Regions from separate parts of the Danio rerio genome. Here region 2 is linked to region 1. Evidence: chromatin contacts called from public Hi-C data. All regions are on one chromosome and are shown on one strand. The core of a region is the stretch at or near the end of the contact, and the rest is flanking DNA. Distances in the headings are between cores, read along the strand shown.

Evidence for each region. A called contact is a pair of places that touch in the nucleus more often than the background predicts.
Region 2: a Hi-C map of an unstated tissue shows a contact between it and region 1, with 6 times the contacts expected there. The contact joins the promoter of nop56 here to the promoter of cast in region 1. A contact is called at or near these places in 2 of 18 Hi-C or Micro-C datasets (hematopoietic stem cells and an unstated tissue).

The regions. Positions count from the first base shown.
Region 1 is chr21:13,021,466-13,026,645 of GRCz12tu, forward strand. cast (calpastatin) reads right to left here and starts at 3,744. Exons shown (of 30, transcript NM_001130591.2): 1 at 3,675-3,744; 2 at 3,013-3,069. The coding sequence starts at 3,704. All of the region lies in intron 5 of gtf3c5 (general transcription factor IIIC, polypeptide 5), which reads left to right.
Region 2 is chr21:13,339,511-13,344,433 of GRCz12tu, forward strand. It overlaps nop56 (NOP56 ribonucleoprotein homolog), which reads right to left and starts at 3,059. Exons shown (of 12, transcript NM_201217.2): 1 at 2,947-3,059; 2 at 2,047-2,136; 3 at 893-1,007; 4 at 535-699. The coding sequence starts at 2,949. All of the region lies in intron 5 of gtf3c5 (general transcription factor IIIC, polypeptide 5), which reads left to right. It overlaps mlnl (motilin-like), which reads left to right and starts at 2,417. Exons shown (of 5, transcript NM_001386354.1): 1 at 2,417-2,586.

The DNA of each region.
Region 1 (5,180 bases), core at 2,494-4,993:
CGGAAAACGAAGATAAGGGAGTAATGTCTAGCTAGGCTACTTATAGTGGGTTAGGATAGATCTGATTGGCTAACTAATGAGTGTAGATAGGTGGCCAGCTGCTGTCAATTATATCACGTGCTCCTCTCGAAATTAGTTTAAAAACTTCACTAAAATATATCTGCATGATGTCTGGTGACACTTAACACTAGAATAATGGCTGCTGAAAATACATTATAGATTAACCATAGTAATAAATTTAACTGGTCCCGCTTTATGGCCTTAGGTCAGGGGTGTCCAAACTCAGTCCTGGAGGGCCAGTGTCCTGAAAAGTTTAGCTCCAACCCTAATCAAACACACCTGCACCAGCTAAGCTCTTACTAGATATACTAGAAACTTCCTGGCAGGTGTGTTGAAGCAAGTTGGAGCTAAACTATGCAGGACACCGGCCCTCCAGTACCGAGTTTGGACACCCCTGCCTTAAATGGTCTTAACTACAATGTACTTACATTTAATCTAATAATTTAGTGCAATGCACTTGTGTACATATGTTTTTACATAGTAATTAAATATTAAAAATTATCTAAATGTAATTACTGTAATTATTTTCTGTAATTATATTTAGTAATGCAGTTACACAGACCCATTTTGTACAACTTAACCCATCCCTAAACCAACCCATAGCACCAAACCTGTGCCTAAAACATATATCCCACTTCAATAGCACCATAATCATTGTGCAATGCAATATGAAGTACAATGTACTTATCTATTGATGTAAGTACGTAGTAATTAAGGCTACTTAATATAAAAGGGGACCAAATACCAGCATATAATTACAGCTTTAATAATATTTGTAATTACATTTAGAATTACACTCCTGACTATCCCTAACAGCTTAACCCACCCTCAAACCTATCCATATCACCAAACCTGACCCTTAACCTACCCGTATTCCACCTTAAGAGCATCAGAAGTGTTCTGCAATACATTATAAACACATGAACTACATTGTATTTGCATTTTGATGCAAGTACATAGTAGTTAATGTCACTTAATATGAAGTAGGACCAAATCTTTCCCTAAACAGCAGTGAACATGTACAATTCTAAAAGTTTCAAATGCGAAACCTAGCAAAGCTGAACTAAAGCATATACTAACAAATAACCAAATACTAAAGGGAAAAGTGTGTCTCGACCTTTTGCAGAAAAACATCCTGCATTTGTGAGCGCTCACACACTCACACACACATTATTAGAAAATTTTCGAAAACAAAGCCATGGACACACCCACATACTTTCCTGTGAAACTTCAGAAGCACTTAGACTCAAGCTTTGTGCATTTTCACCAACATTAACACCTGAAGGCAGAGGACGACTCATTATCAGTAATGATTTAAGCCGTTTAAGAATTATAATAAATAAAATCTCTGAACTATACATGACAGATTATCCGGCATGCAGGAAGACAGACACTTTCAGACACACCTGCCTCACAAAGCAAGTTAAACCAGCTGTGTTATCTTGAGAAACTCTTGCTTTCAAGTCCTCAGAATTTCCCCTTTCAAAATATTTATGCTAGCTAACATTGTGCATCATGTTGGGTTCGGCGGACATTAGCATTATTGCCAGGTCTGTGTCACTGTAACTAGAGCTCCTGATGAGTTTCCTAATATATATATGGTGTGTGTGTGTGTATATATATAGTAACAAAATGTCCCTGAGAACATGTCATGACGGTCATTAAAATACAGCAGCCTTTCAGAGGGACCTATATGCACTTACTAGTGAACAAGGGCATTTATACTATAGTAGGTGAAGAAAATAAATATATTAAATACACAGCAGAATAAGAAATGAATTTTAGGTATGGCTATTCAACGTTAATTGAACACTGTGCTATAAAGGAATGCTGTTTTACATTTTCAGGCGGTGGATATGCAAACAGGAACGAGCTGAGGTGATAAGACAGTCACGGCTTTGAGAAACTACAGTTTATATCTCATATGGTAATGCAGTTAAACTGCATGGCTTTGACTGGCAATGATTTTCATAGTCCACTAGATGGTGTCAATGCTCTATGAAGAAGGTAAGACTAAAAGAAAATCTTCATTCATTCATTTTCCTTCTGCTTAATCCCTTATTTATCATAGGTCGCCACAGCAAAATAAACCGCCAACTTATCCAGCATATGTTTTACACAGTGGATGCCCTTCCAGCTGCAACCCATTACTGGGAAACACCCATACACTCTCATTCACATACATACACCACTGACAATTTAGCTTACCAAATTCACCTATAGCGCATGCCTCTGGACTGTGAGGGAAACTGGAGCACCTGGAGGAAACCCACACCAACACGGGGAGAACATGCAAACTTCACACAGAAATGTCAGCTGACCAAGCCCGGACTCAAATCAACGACCTTCTTGCTGTGAGGCGAAAGTGCTTTTCATTTTTAATGGAAAATATATTTCTGATGGAATTAATTGAGCAGATTTCTTAAAGAGGGTCATTACAAAAATAAATTTGGATCTCCATAGTCATTTTCCACTTGTCATTTAAGACTAACTGATGTTTTTTATTATTTAATTACTTTAATTTTGTAAAGTTACACTCACAATGAGCAGTTTCAACTCAGTTCTTTCCATTTTTTAAAAACAGAAATTAACTTTTTTTACCTAGACAGCATTAGAAATCTTATTTTAATACATTTTATTTGAATTTTCAAGAATAACAGGAGGTATTGTCTGCTCCTGAATGAAATTTCCTGTATGAAATTATTTAAAACAAATCAGTGATTTTCCCCCTAGTTATTTAAGTCTACCCGATGCTTTTATTTAATAACATTAACTTTGTAAACGTTAAACTCATGGGTCATTTCAACCCAGTTCTTTCCATTTTTTTTAAAAACTAAAATTTACTTTCCATACTTCCAAATTTAATTCAAATATCAAGAATAAAGGGAGCTTATGTCAGCAATCTGAATTCAATTACTCAAAAAAAACCCATTTAAAATAAAAATCACTTACCATGAACCTTGATGTCTGTGGAGCGTATTCTTGTTTTTGAAATGAAGTGTCTCCATTCTAGAAAGACAAAGAGAGAGAAAAGATTAAACACCCTGACAAAATTTACAATAACCCAAGGGTCTGACATGTCACCACTACACCAAGAATTATGACTAAACATTACAGTAAATCTAAATACTATATTGTGTCTGCTCTAAATCATAACTGAACACCCTTGAGCGAATATTCTAGTTCATTTATCTACTTCATTTAACTTAAATCTTAGATTGTCCAGAATGTTTAGAATGTATATAAAAAAATATATTAGGGTGACTTTTATTTTGTGTAGTTTTTTTATGATCCAACTCAGTTTTTTTTAGCCTACAAGTCATTGCATTCTTTAAATTCTCTTAGCTTTTTTTTCTACAATTGCAAACCAAAACACACTTTTGTACTCCAAACAAACGCAATAAAACCTCATTCATTACACTGAATCAGACAACGCCCAACATCTAATATTGTTTTTATTTTACTCTTATTATTTTATCACTAAGAATGTACAAAGACCAAACTAATCATGAAGTGTTTACATTTGTCAAGACCCTGCTTTATCCACTACTCCTCCTTTATATCGAAAGTTAAACAAGTTGTGCAGCTCAAAAACATGTGGAGGATCTACTTACGTTGCGCGCCCAATACATTGCGTACGCCATGGTGCGTGAAGGATAGAAAGTTTGCTTAAGTCCCCCTCGACTCGAGCTCGCCAGCTTCTTTCATTCAACTGAGGTATGCTGCTGTCTTTTTTCTCAGATAAAGCCACTCCCGCGAGTGTGCATGGGTACCAGGACTGCACCGATAATTACAGTAAATATACGATCGGGCGGTTTATCTTGCAAGTGTGCTCTTTTGCATTGCATAGCAATGTGAAGCGAAGCTCAATTTGCATTGCGCATTTAAAAAAATATGCAGAGGCGCAATTACAGTCAGGACTTACAACACAAGCATTCTTTAGTAGTGATTGCGCAACTCTGGTTATTTAGGTGTGTTTTCTATGTTTCTAAACCAGGTAGGCTACTTTAATTGAAACGCAAATACAAAGATAAGGCTTCTTTGTAGTGGCATATGCTAAAAGAGCATAATGTGAGAGTTTTGCTTCAAAAAGCCTTTGAACCTGCGCACTGCTATAGTACAAAACATTTAACCAAACAGATAGGCCTAAAACAAAACACATTATTTTGCTCGTAATGCCATAGGTTTGTGTACATAAATCCTACCTTTTGATAACTATCTGCACGTGACGCTCATCCTGGTAGTCGGTTGAAGGCTTCCGTAGTAAAATAGCGTTTAAAAAACACGTAATTTGGCGGGAAGTGATGACATGTTTTACAGAAACCGGAAATTGGTTGAGCAACTAAAAAAGAAAAAAACGGAAAATTCCGAAGGAAAAGGAAAAATCAAACTCAAAGTTTATAAATTACTATGGATATGAAGATATTGGTAAAAGTGTTCATAGGCGAGTCAAATGAATTCAATAACTGCTTCGAGTGATTCATATGTGAGGTAACGTTAACTAAAAAGAACGACTCATACGAAAACAGAGGAGTGTCTCAAATTGCATACTCATGCACTATTTTACGCCATTTTGTAGTGTAAATAGTGGCTGTTTCTTAATATGCATTCAGTCTTGCATCCTCGTGTATTGTCATCATCAGCTGCCAAAGTTCAGTTCCAATACTCTAGACCGCAAGAACAGAGTATGCGTTAAACTTCCCGGATGTGTTCTTGATATTGAGGACACACCGATGCAGACTTGGCACCGATCTCGCTCTAGAAGTCCCAGAAGTCATTGTGACTGGAGGTGGGAAGTGCAGCATTTTAAATAGATTTATAATAAAAGTTCAGAGACATGACTTATTTACCTCAGGAGTTTCCCTAAATGAGATGGTGAATATAAACATTACCATGGACATCTTAATAAAGGAATAAACACATTAAGGGTGTTTATTTGCTGAAATTCGTATTAAAATCTATTTTATTTGTATTGTGCAACGTATATTTATAATGTTTTTATGCATAGTATATATTTTAAAAAGGGGAAAAACAATAAATCCCTGTATGAATGCTGTAATGTTTAAATAATTTTCCATTAAAAACACTTGAAGGTCATGTGACTATCAGGAACAACGCAG
Region 2 (4,923 bases), core at 1,809-4,308, 320 kb after region 1:
AGATCAGGAGATCTAGGTTCATCATTACTGCAGGCTACTCACAAATGTGGAAAATCAGTTTGAGGTTTTATTTTAAAAGGTCCCATGAAGTAGTTTGAAATGCGCATTTATATTGGGTGTTTGACGCAAACTGAAACGTGAGGATATGCTAGTCCCTCCCACTTTTTAAAAACAGCAATAGTGTTTAATATAATCACAGCTCTGCTTGAGCTTAAAAGCAACAAATGAAAAGCAAATGAGAAGGTCTTGAAGGTGACAGGACAAGAGTTACTAGAGAGCATTTGATTGGTTGATAAACTGAACTATGAAGTAATTTAAAAAAAATAAATAAATGAATTGATCCATTTAAGTGACAAACTACAAGCTTTGTACATTTATAACTTTTTAAATGTGACACTGGCTTGAAGATATTCCTTAAGACTAATATAAAAAATTAATTAATACAACTTAAATTTTTTGTGGGACCTTAAAGTAGGGTGCAGGTGATGGGATTCCATTGAAATGAACAGTGTTGTTATTATGAATAATGCTCACCTCTTATGATTTCAGCTACCACACCTCCAGTCTGAATGGACAGATTGAGTTCTTCCTGAAGTGCTGCTCCAAGCTTAGCATCGGACACCCCCAACATGGGCTTCTTTTTACCTCCGGACGGAAGGTTGGTCTCCAAAAAAAGCTTAAGATCTGCATGGACAACTCCTGCAAAAATCAGATTAGGAGCAAGGTTTTAGTAGTTGCATGTCAGAAATAGCAAATCAACAGGATTAACTAAAGATGATCAGTTTTGTAGGTATGTTGTCATCACAATAACTCAGTGGATTGACAGATTATGTGTGCATCACTTCATCTAAGGCAGTTAAAAAAAATATATACATTTAGTATTACTACATACCTTCAGAAACTGCATTGATGTTTTCCAATGCACCCTGGGCGGATTTAAAGGGAAAGAACGCACTCAGTTTGACCACGCTGCTGAACTTTCCAACATTTAGGACACTTTCCTCCACCTACAAAAAAAATAAAAAATAAAATACATCTTTTTAAATGACCTTACAAACTACATTTCAAGGGATAGCTCCCCCAAAACTGAAAATGGCCATTTACTCAATTGTCCAAACCTGCTTGACATTTAGTTGATCAAGATATGGTATTTCGAAAGCCTTCTCCTATTTTTTAAGTCAATGGTTATGGGTTCAGCTATCTTCAAATATCTTGTCTTCAACAAAAAGACAATTTAAAGGGTTTAAACCATTTGAAAGAGAAAATGGAGTGGGTTTTCATTTTTGGATGAATTACCCATTAAGTCAAATGCTAAGAATAAAAATAAGTATCATATAAAAAAAAATAAAAATAAAACCCAAAACATTTCATAGTTACTTTGTGATAAACATTTATTTCTTCTGCTGCTAAATGCTGAATCTAAGCGACAATATCTTCAAGCTAAACATCTAGCTTTCATCAGAATATCCCTTGTATTCAGCAGAAAAAAAAAAAGAAATGGAAGTTCATGAAGTCACAGAAGTTTTGCTCCCTGAAAGACGTTATTTTCCTGGTTAAAAACAAAACCCTAAAATGTATAATGAGTGTTAGTAGTACTTCAATGGGAGGGATTTAAACCAACAACCTTTGAACAATATTGTACTTTGACAATCATTGGTTGCTAAAATGATTCCTCTATATAGAATTAGCCAAGCGGTTTTCTGAAATTATATTAAATAGAAAGTCTGACTGTGCAAATATAAAACCAACTTATACAACCAATATAAAACCAAAAGAAAGCTGAAAAATGTCCAGTTTTCCTCATCATAATATCTTGTTCAACAAATGAAGTGAAGATTCATGGCATTGTGCGTTCTTAAACTCTAAATACTTTTGTTTCCTGCTCAAAAAAAAAAAAAAAAACCTGAATGTACAATGAGGGTTAGTCGTACTATAAACGGGAGGGATTTAAACCAACAACCTTTGATTCCCATTTTCAGATTTTAATGTTTCCATATTGGGTTGCACAAAAACTGAAATCCATTGGTCTTTCCAGAAAATACAAACCTGAGGTAGAAGCATGCCAATCTCCTCCACTTCTTTAACAGCCAACAACGCATATCCAGCCGCATGCTCGAACAACACGTGTAAAAGCACCTGAGAGGGAGAAAACCACACTGATTAGAGCTCAAACCATAAATCATCACTTACAGTAGATTAAGACAAACTCCCAAATGCTTAATGATCTCACAAATAACAATGAACGCTAATACAAGTAAAATATTGGGAAACTGATCAGTCGGAGCATGGAGCCCACATGTTGATGATAGCACTTCAAAACACAACAGTCAAGATTTAAAACATTTATTATGACTTTACAACATTGCGTAAGCAAAAGATAACAGTTGATAATAAGCCACCCATGTTTCGACTTTATAACATTGGCGCTGGCTCGAAGCTGGGGAGATCCGCACGTTAGCATGGGTTAGCAGACGCACCACGTGTTCCTTCAGCGGATCGGATACTCAGCGCGTAGCACTTTTAAAACTCAACATCTCACAGCACTGCGATCGGAACCAGAACTTCGCCTCAAAACACTAACAAGAGGTGGGTTATACTTTACGAGCCAAACAGACTGACTTTAATGGCTGCTGCGGCCTTTAACATCACCCTGAGGCCTTGTGTTTGCGGATTCACCTTTTATCCTATAAGCAGTTTAGTACAAGCAGTTTGTATTAATAGATCGCATCGTAATAATGCTTAATAAACTAATTATAACGACTGTAATTAATGTGTAATAACAAAAAAGCACGCATTTACACGTGTAAATGTACAAAAGTACGTCTCACGAACATGCACGCTATTCATAACAGCACGACTTAATATATGACACAGTGGCTTTTAAAATGCATAGGTAAGCTATTTGTTGATTTCTAAAGTTTGCATGATGAAATATTGAATCTTTACCATGTTTGCCGATCTCGTGCTCCGCGCACGAGGAGCGTTGCGTTTCTTCGGATCACTCGAACAGGAAAGAAACCCGCATGCGCTCAAGTAAGAAAACCCAGACGAGTGAGTCCTGCACGCTATCGCGAGATGTTTCTTGTTTTGCGGGAAATACTGCGCCACCCCTTTGGAAATGATTGAAATTACAAGATGGCACGTTGGACAATAGCCGCCTGCTGGAGAAAGCATGCATTATCATGTAGAAGCAACAGAGGAAGTATGATTGACCAACATGGGAACTGGTAAAAAAAAAATAAAATAATAAAATAATGATAAAATAAAATGAAATCAAACTACACTATGCAATAATATAATAAAATCCATCAAAAATCGAACAAAAGTAAATAAATGCATAAATTAATCAATAATAAAGTAAAAATGATATATATCAACACAATAATAAATAAATAAATATATAATAAAAATACAATAATAAAACAACATAAAATAAAAATTTTAAAAATTTTAATGATAAAATAACATGAAATCAGTCTAAAGAGAGCAAAAATGAAATAAAAGCCAACAAAATCTAATAAAAAAAAAATAAATGCAATAAATTAAATAAAAAAAAACTAAAAATGAAATAAAACAACACAATAAACAAATATATAAATACAAATACAACAATAAAACAATAAAAAAAATAATAAAATTGAACTATTTATAGTGATCAAATAAAATGAAATCAATGTAAACAGATCAAAAATAAAATAAAATCCTACAAAATCTAACAAAAAGTAAATAAATGCATTAAATTAAATCAATAATAAACTAACAATGAAATAAGCAACACAATAATTAATTAAATAAATAAATAAATAAATAAAAATACAATACAACAACATTAAATTAATTAATTATAATGATAAAATAAAATGAAATTAATCTAAAGAAGTATACAATAAAATCTGACAGAAATAAAAAGTAAATAAATGCATTAAATGAAATTAATAATAAAACAAAAATGGAATGCAGAATAAATAAATAAAAAGAAACTAATTTAAAATAGACATAAAACACAAGAAACTAAATTAATAATAATAATAATAAAATGAAATGAAATAAATCTGAATCAACAAAAATAAAATTAAAATAAAACAATGTTTTTTTAATAAAATGCATTTCATTTAATTAATTCAATACAATTAAAAAGTAAAATAACCCAACACAAAAATAAATGAAAAAAAAACTAAATAAGCAATACAAAATAAACATAAAACACAACTTATAAAATAAAAAGTAAAATCAACTACAAAATAAAACAATAAAAATAAAGCTACTAAAATAAAAATCTTAAAAAAGCAACAAAAAAATTATTAAAAATATTAATATTAAATCATACATGGGGTGATACAGTGGCTCACAGCAAGAAGGTCGCTGGTTCGAGCCCCAGCTAGGCCAGTTGACATTTCTGTGTGGAGTTTGCAGGTGCTCCGGTTTCCCCCACAGTCTAAAGACATGCGCTATAGGTGAAATGAATAAGCTAAATTGGCCGTAGTGTATGAGTGTGAATGTGAGAGTGTATGGATGTTTCCCAGTTCTGGGTTGCGGCTGGAAGGGCATTTGCTGCGTAAAACATATGCTGTATATTTTGGCGGTTCATTCCGCTGTGGCGACCCCAGATTAATAAAGGGACTAAGCAGAAGGAAAATGAATGAATGTATTAATTCTAATGATAAAATGAAATCTAAACTAAGATAGAAAAATAAAATTAAACCCAACAAAAAAGTAAGTAAATGCATTAAATGAAACAAATAGTAAAATAAAAATGAAATAAAACAACTCAATAAATAAGCAAAACAATGAAACAATACAAAATAAACAAACAAGACAATAAACCAAATTGATTATAATAATAATAAAATGGATTCAAATAAATCTAAGCAAAGTGAAAATAAAATAAACAGGAAACAATAAAAAGAAATAAAAATATTGCAT